Regions from separate parts of the Mus musculus genome. Here region 2 is linked to region 1. Evidence: chromatin contacts called from public Hi-C data. All regions are on one chromosome and are shown on one strand. The core of a region is the stretch at or near the end of the contact, and the rest is flanking DNA. Distances in the headings are between cores, read along the strand shown. Region 1 has its middle 89 kb from the start of Aldh8a1. Region 2 has its middle 49 kb from the start of Platr6.

What was found. A called contact is a pair of places that touch in the nucleus more often than the background predicts.
Region 2: a Hi-C map of bone marrow-derived macrophages shows a contact between it and region 1, with 22 read pairs. The contact joins two enhancer-like sites. A contact is called at or near these places in 4 of 15 datasets of contacts at CTCF or cohesin (the NIH/3T3 cell line, large pre-B cells and pro-B cells), 22 of 484 Hi-C or Micro-C datasets (B cells, the C2C12 cell line, the G1E-ER4 cell line and 14 more), 7 of 115 datasets of contacts at active chromatin or transcription factors (the NIH/3T3 cell line, T-cell acute lymphoblastic leukemia, a colorectal cancer cell line and 4 more) and 1 of 9 other capture datasets (embryonic stem cells).

The regions. Positions count from the first base shown.
Region 1 is chr10:21,464,001-21,468,206 of GRCm38.p6, forward strand. No RefSeq gene overlaps it. Among named protein-coding and RNA genes, the nearest start is that of Aldh8a1, 89 kb to the left of the region's middle. Within about 2 kb of position 1,286, at least 41 of the 459 cell types and tissues checked have an H3K27ac peak or open chromatin away from gene starts, as enhancers often do. A contact at or near this core is called in bone marrow-derived macrophages, where this site is marked.
Region 2 is chr10:21,807,080-21,811,175 of GRCm38.p6, forward strand. No RefSeq gene overlaps it. Among named protein-coding and RNA genes, the nearest start is that of Platr6, 49 kb to the right of the region's middle. Within about 2 kb of position 2,687, at least 9 of the 459 cell types and tissues checked have an H3K27ac peak or open chromatin away from gene starts, as enhancers often do. A contact at or near this core is called in bone marrow-derived macrophages, where this site is marked.

The DNA.
Region 1 (4,206 bases), core at 36-2,535:
CACTTAGAAATCAGACTCATTCTGTTTGGGGATGATATAATTACAATAGACAATGTGGATATGCAAATGTATTTTCAGCAGATAAGTAAGGACAAAACTGAATGACCATAGGGAGTTTCTGGCTTGAAATTAATTTATTCTCCTAAAAATATTTCTTGTTTTACTTAACTGTTCTTTATTAGAACACAATAGACCCAATGTAGACAAAGTCTCACCCCAATCCTGACAAACAACTCATCTTCAGGGGTCCTGTTTTTCTAGCTATTAAATGAAGGGACCATTTTGTGGAGGAAATAGTTCTAAATGGTTAGGGTGAGTAAAGTATTGTGTTTTCTGGAGTCTTGCATGCAGTTGTTTTGCCGTGGTACATAATTTGGTGGAATCTAATTGTATACTGAGGCCAAGTTCTTCTGAATAGCATCTCAGCATCTTCCTACTGTGGTTTTAAATTGCTTTTCTGTCTCATTTCCCTCCTGGCTTCCTCCTGGGCTCTTGCTTCTTTCTCAGTGTTGCTAAAATGTCTTCTCTTGGGGAGATAGAAACAATGTCTACCCTTCCCACAGAGGTCCAAAGGACAAAGGGAGGCATGGATCCACCAAATATTGACTCTGGGGCAATCTGTGAATTTATTAGGCTTACTGACAGAGCAATGGAGTTTGGAGACAGGATCATGTACAGCCTTAAAGCCACCACACTGGAATATCTGTATCCAACATGAATGGTAACTGCCCCTTTGGCTATAGGTGGGACCCCTCCCCAGTCCTTTCCAGTCTATAAACGCCAAGCTCTTCTTTGATGTCATGTGCAATTAGGGCAGACTAGCATACGCCTAATTGGAAGGAGTTGCTGGATACCCAGGTGATGGTCCTGTGACCCTCCCTGACCATCCTTCTATGAGGGACGGGGAAGAGTCAACAAGCCCAGCTGTGGAGATCCTTTGTAAGTTTATACAGGTGAACTTCATGAAGATGGTGGCAGATTGGCTCTGTGGATGCTCTCAGTGAACTCTTGACTCTGGGCTTCCTCCTCCCCATCACCCTGAGATGCTGCACATACTTAAAAAAAGAAAAATAACATCAACAACATATTTTGTTTTGTTTTCCTATCTCCAAAGTTAGGGTCCTGATGTGGGAACAGGTCTGGCCTCTCAAACACAGTGAAAGCAGCAAACACCTGAGAACAAGAAAGATGAGCTAACAAATAAACTTGACCAAGACACAGCTACATGCTTGTTTGCAGCACCGCCCCGGGCAATGTCCGGAATTGAAGCAAGATGCACACAGAGATCGATAGCAAAATGGACACGGCCCTTGAAGCAGATAGTTGCCGAGTCGACCCTGGAAAGTAGCATAAGAGGCTGGGAAACGTGTTAGGCAACGCGTTTTGGATGGCAACCCACTTGAGCTTTGGAGAGCCCGCGAAGATAAAACATTCTGAAATATTAGTTGTCTTGGGAAATTGGGGTACAGAAAAGAGAGCGCTTTTGTATCACAAGATGGCTTGGAAACGGATAGATCGCCACTAGGTGACGCTGTTTCTTCATCTGTGAATCTTTCTTGTCGCATCTCCAACCCCACTCCCGACAGCCTGCAGCTTGGGTCAGTGCTGTCTAAGGTCGCTGCTTGGGATCCATCTTTGCCCTGCCGTGGCTGGAGCAAGGCCAGAATGAAAGACACCTTAGTTTCCCTTGGATTCCTCCGTTGTAAAACACGGGGTCCTGCAATTGGTGATTCTGAAACACTTCTCCATTTACTTTTCTTATATGCATCTATAACTTTAAAATGCTAAGGCTGGGCACGTTCTGCCTTTTTATATAAGCAAACAAGCAGACACTTGCACACAAGTGCCACTCCTCAACCAAATCTCAGTTAGATAATTAGACTGAAAACACACTGGGCAAGGATCGGATGAACACTGGCACACCTGTATGCACTGGCATGTTCTTGAGCTTCCTACACAGTTCCCATGTAAGACCTCAGTTATGTGCTCAGCGAGGGTAGAGCTATGGAGAGTCTTAGAGGTTTCACAGACCGTTCACCAGAGGGAAAAGCTGTTCTGCAACCATACCTCTTTAGTTCTAGAACTTTCTTCTTGGCTCTGGGTCAGCTGGACCCTGGGCTTCCTTGTGTGAGTTATGGAATTTCACACAGGAGTTCTGCTTGCTTAAACCTCTTGTGATCACTGATGGACACGGACACCTAGCTCCGGTGTGAGCTGTTTCCTGCCTTCATCTCTAGCAGAGATCCAAGAAGGGTGGCTTGCTCCAGATGTTTTCCATCCTGTGGTTGTTATGCCAAGGCAAGAATACAGCAGTGGGGCCAATCATGTTGCTGCGTACATTTCTGGGCCAGCGTTCCTTGTCTCTTCTTGATGCTAGTCATTAATGGAGCCTGGATCTGTTCAGTGCAGACAGGCTGTTTTCCCTTGGCCAGCTGGAAGGTTGATTGTCTGCTCTGTCTTACAGGATTTGTAAGAACCAGATGCCCCTTGTAAACAAGATTGCCCACCCGTAGCCTACCATGAAAATGCCACCTCAATAGGAGGAGAGACTTGGAGAAATCTAAAGAAATTTGGCAACATGAATCTGGGATGGGGTAGAGAAAATTTGAAAGCACAGATATTTAAGTCTACTACTTTGCAATCCTGGTTCGTGGTTTTTTTTTTTTTTTCCATTTAAGTGATGTTGGATTTCAACTTTGTCTTTTCTTCATCTAATGTAATGGTAAAAGTTTTATTTTTAATAAATATTAAAGTTCCCATTCTTTAAGAAGATAAAAATAGCAATAATCTCCAAATGCACCAGCCCCCCACTCCTCTCCCCTCTGCCCCCTGCCTCTCTCCCCTCTGCCCCCACCCCTTTCCCCTCTGCCCCCACCCCTCTCCCCTCTGCCCCCACCCCTCTCCCCTCTGCCCCCCCCCCGCCTCTCTCCCTTCTGCCCCCACCCCTCTCCCCTCTGCCCCTATCCCTCTCCCCTCTGCCCCCACCCCTGTCCCCTTTGCCCCCTGCCTCTCTCCCCTTTGCCCCCACCCCTCTCCCCTCTGCCCCCTGCCTCTCTCCCCTCTGCCCCCATCCCTCTCCCCTCTGCCCCTCTCCTCTCTGTCCCCTGCCTCTCTCCCCTCTGCCCCCATCCCTCTCCCCTCTGCCCCTCTCCTCTCTGCCCCCTGCCTCTCTCCCCTCTGCCCCCACCCCTCTCCCTCTGCCCCCACCCCTCTCTCCTCTGCCCCTCTCCTCTCTCCCCTCTGCCCCCACCCCTCTCCCTCTGCCCCCACCCCTCTCTCCTCTGCCCCTCTCCTCTCTGCCCCTTGCCCCTCTCCCCTCTGCCCCCACCCCTCTCCCTCTGCCCCCACCCCTCTCTCCTCTGCCCCTCTCCTCTTTGCCCCCTGCCTCTCTCCCCTCTGCCCCCACCCTTCTCCCTCTGCCCCCACCCCTCTCTCCTCTGCCCCTCTCCTCTCTGCCCCCTGCCTCTCTCCCCTCTGCCCCCACCCCTCTCTCCTCTGCCCCACCCCTCTCCCCTGTACCGATGGCCCAGCATCTCTCTCACTAGCTCAGTTCAGCTCCAGTGTTCACAGCTAACAAGGTTTCATTAATGTGGAATGGGAATTTGGCCTTTGCTTCCAAACAAGGCGCTGAGCTGGTGCAGCCTCAGCAGGGGAGAGCTTTCCCTTTCTTCATCTCTGTGCTTCCCTGGTGTGTAATCTTGTCTTCTGAAATAGTTGTAATCAGAACAAATTACCTCAAGAGCGGGAATGAAAAGATCTCACAGCCTTTGTGGGTATTTTGGTTTTTTTTTTTTTTTTTTTTTTTTTTTTTTTTAGTTTTCTTTAACAGCTGGCACCTTCCCTCAGTAATTGAAAATGATCCAGGAAATTTGTGTGTCCTTGGTAACATTTCTCTTGAGCATGTGAGCTGGGCTTTTAAGGTGACAGCCTTGTTTCAGCTGGTGCAGGGGGACCTGGGGAGAAGAGAAACCTGTCTCCTGGCCTGGTCCCCTTCCCTTAAGGGGAACAGAATAAAAAAGTTTTAAACAATTGGCTGTTGGGGCCTGGGGAAAGAGCCACGGGTTTATGAATCTAGACCCAAATCTTATGAGCCACAAGACAGGTTGATTTCCGAGAGATGGTGTCCTAGTTAGGTCTTATTTTGTTTTATTTTTTTTTTTTGTCAACTTGGCACAAGCTACAGTTATCTGGTAAGAGGAACCTCAG
Region 2 (4,096 bases), core at 1,437-3,936, 340 kb after region 1:
CCTAGCCCAGTCCTCTGAACAGAAATTGAAGTTGTTTCTAGGTTCAGGAAGCTCTAGGGTAGGAGAGAGAGAGGGAAAGGGAGAGGGGGAGGAGAGAGAGGGAGGGGGAGGGGAGGGGGAGGGGAGGGGGAGGGGGAGGGGAGGGAGAGAGGGAGAGAGGGAGGGGCAGGGGGAGGGGGAGAGGGAGATGAAAGCAGAGATTGATCTTACAAGACTCTAGCAACATGCTCATGGGCTCCTTAACATCTGAAAAAGTATAACTTTGCAACAGTCTGTTCAAATTCCCACACTCATATGGAAATGCCTCCCATTGGAGTTGTAGCCAGTGCTATATACATTTTGGAGGCAGAGGTGAAGGATGTCCTGTCATAAATACACTTCTTTGTTTTTACTGATGTGACTCATGGCCACTACCACCTTGTTTGTCTTGGTTTGGAAACGGCTTCTAGAGGTGTTCTTTTGTTTTGTTTGTTAGTTTTTTTCAGAGACAGGGTTGCTCTGTGTGGGCCTGAGTTTCCTAGAATTCACTCTGTAGGCAAGGCTGGCCTCTGCCTCCTGAGTGCTAAGACTAAAGGTGTGCCCCACCACCGCACAGCCCAGGAGTGTTCCTGCTGCCTACTAGACCAGCTCACGGTGTTGTCTATATCATGACAGTGAACACAGCACTGAATCGTTCTCATAGAACCAGTCACCTAATCAGACCAGCAAAAGCATCAGGAAAGAAGAAGGTGAAAAGGATCATGGGAGAGGATGAGTGAGAAATGGAGAGCTAGGTGTGAGGTGCCAGAGGCAGGCAGAGAATGGTAGGGACAGAAAGCACAGCTGAAGCAGCACATGGAGAAGCTGGGGAAGGACCGGGTTAGCCGGGTTAGCCGGGTTAGCCGGGTTAGCCTGCTCAGGGCCTGTGCCTGAAGAGATAGACTTTTGGGTTTCATGTGCCCATGAATCATGCTACACCATTTAGAAAACTTCCAGAGGTTGACACAGGTAGGGGGAGGAAGGTGAGGGGGTGGGTGGAGGAGCTGCCACCGTGTGTGCTGTTTAACCTAGAAACTTTCTTTATCCCAAGTCCTCGACTTCCCAAGGAAATACCAGGAAAGATGACAGTCAGCGCCTGAGTGTAAACTTGATACCAGCAAGTAAAGAGGACTCTTGGAAGAAAGGAGGAAACAGGAACAGGTCCCGAGGGGGTGGAGAGGAGGGAGAAGAGAGAGTGACAGAGGGTGAGATAATCAAAGGACCAGCTTCTTAGGGCTCCTGCCAAAGCTAGCCTCAGTGAAGCTGATGTAAGGACAGGGCCTAGGGCCTTTTCTAGGATGAGAAACAAAATTCTGTCCCTATATTCATGTTACAAATTCAGTTACTGTTGGTGTTAGCCTTCTGTCTAAACATCCCCCCACAGTTACCTGGCAACAGCCAGATGTGCCTGACCCACTATAAAAGGGGCTGCTTGCCCCCTTCCTCCCCCTTTTACTCTGCTTCCCTCTTGCTTCTCTCTTGCCCTGTTAGGATCTTCCCTTCCCCCTCTCTCCAGGTGTCCATGGTCAGCCTCTCTTCTCTTCTCTTCTCTTCTCTTCTCTTCTCTTCTCTTCTCTTCTCTTCTCTTCTCTTCTCTTCTCTTCTCTTCTCTTCTCTCCCCTCCCCTCCCCTCCCCTTCCCTCCCCTCCCCTCCCCTCTCCCTCCCTTTCCCTCTCTCTCTCCCTTTCCCCTTCCCCCTCCCACCTCCCCCTCCCCTTCCTCCTTTCCTCTCCCTGTCTCTGCCTCTACTACCCTCTTAGCTCCCCTCCCCATGCCCTGAATAAATTCTATTCTATACTATACTGTCGTATGGCTGGTCTCTCAGGGCAAAGGGATGCCTTGGTATGTGCCCACTGAGGCACACCCCAATAGAACATGTCTTATACCTCTTTATCTTTTTATAAACACATCAGTTGGCACAATTCTTCTTTGTTAGCATTGTTGTTCTGCCTCCTGGGTTCAGAAGGAAGGGCAAGGCGACACTGGTATCCTGCACCTCTGTCCCAGGCTGGTCATTCTCTTGAGCAGTGCTTCTCAACCTGTGGGTCTTGACCCTTTGGGTCCCATATCAGATATGTACATCATGACTCATAACAGTAGCCAGGTTATAGTTATGAAGTGTCAATGGAAATGATTCTATGGCTGGGGGTCACCACAGCATGAGGAACTGTGTTAAAGGGTAGAAGCATACGGAAGGCTGAGAGCAGCCATTACAGAGCTTCACACACACAGACTGAGAGAGACCACCCCAACCTCACCCTCTCCTAAAGCGGCATCAGCTTTTGGGGTCAGCGGTTTACTTCATGATCATATGAAATGTGACTCGAGAATAAAACTACTTTCTACCAACAGGCATATGGAGTAGCATGTGAACTTTAGTTTTCCTTAAGGTGACACAGGGAGACCGCTGCAATTTTAGTCTGACCCTACTCCGTCAAAAGAAAACTTAATGTGAAAAAAAAAGAGGTTATTTTAAGATCAAAATTCCTTCTGGTATTTGAATGACTCATCCTGGTGTTTGTGCAATTAATTTAATTTGCCCCAGAGCTGCCTTTATTTGCTTGTTGTCGTGACGTCAGGCTAAATCTCACTTTGTGGTATCAGTCTCGCAGACACACTACCACGTCTCCTTCCTATTTTTGGCTGCTTAGGGTTAAGCAGTGTGGTAATTGTGATGGATCTGCGTCTTTCCCTTGGATGGGAGCTGTAGTCTGACCAAGGCTATTTTCTTCCTCTTCCCACAGACCAGTTCATAAATGGCCAGGCCTGGCCTGTCTGTGCTGATGAGAAACACAGAGCAGACCCCCGGACTTTTGTGATGCCAGATGTCACTTAAGGTTCTGGGGCCAGGTGGTGGTGGTGCATGCTTTAAATCTTAGCACTCAGGAGGCAGAGGCAGGTGGATCTCTGAGTTCAAGGCCAGCCTGGTCTACAGAGTGAGTTTCAGGACATCCTGAGCAACACAGAGAAACTCTGGGGAAACAAGTTAGCTGTGTGCTTTCTTCACACTCTATTACAGAAACAAAACAGAACAAACCAATGAACAAAAACCACTGGACTTTGGTTAAAGTGGGAAAGGCTAAATTTAGCTAAAGACATTTTATGCCAAAAGCTTCCAAGAATGGAACTAGAAATGTACAAGTCTCTGGAGTCATCAGCCAGTTAAAGCAAATGGCCCAGGACACTTCAGGATTCGTTCAGAGCTAGATACAGTTCTCTGAATAGCCGCACTCCATGGAATCTCGGGACTAATTCCACGTGGTTCTACAATGTGCCTCTGTAGGCATCCCTGCTGGAGTGCAGATAAAGAGAGATCACACTAGCTACCTCACTGACACTCACTGAATGTGCCTTACCCCTAGATTGCTCTGTTATTCAGAATGAAATGCAGTGGATCCCCAGGACCCCTCAGTCTTCAACTGTTCCCTTCAAGACTGCAGATGTTGCTGAGACATCCTTACTGGTGCTGGTTCCTTTATCCTTGGCTACATCATAGCTGTTTTATTAAAACCAAGCACCGAGTTGATCAGCGTTCCATGAAAACATTCAGGATATCAGACGAGTGTTCTAGTCTAAATATAAACACCTAGCACGCCCCGTACATTGTCAACAATTCAGAAAAGTTGCTGGGTGAGAGGATATAGGCATATCTCAATGTGTAAACTTGCCTTAGACTAAGATGCTCATACTAACAGGTATGTAGGATGGCCTGAAGACCTGTGTTAGTAACCTTAGGAAAGGCTGTGCAGGACATGGTTTTTAGCATGTTGTGCTTTAATTCTCATGAGTCTGAGAAAAGGGTATGTATTACTTTCAGACTTTTACACATGTCTTAATGGTTCAGGAAGAGTAAGTAAGTGGTCAAAAAAAAAAGTAGAAGTTTTTATCTTAAACTTAAAAGAGCAGACCTTGGCCTGGGACCATGGCTCACTTGGCAAAGCACCTGAGTCTGGATTCTCAGGACCCATGTGAAGACTGCATCGACGTGGCAGCGCACACGTGTAACCCTAGTGCTGGGTTGAGGCTCTGAGACAGGTGGATGCCAGTAGCTCAATGGCCAATCAGCCTAGCCAATCCA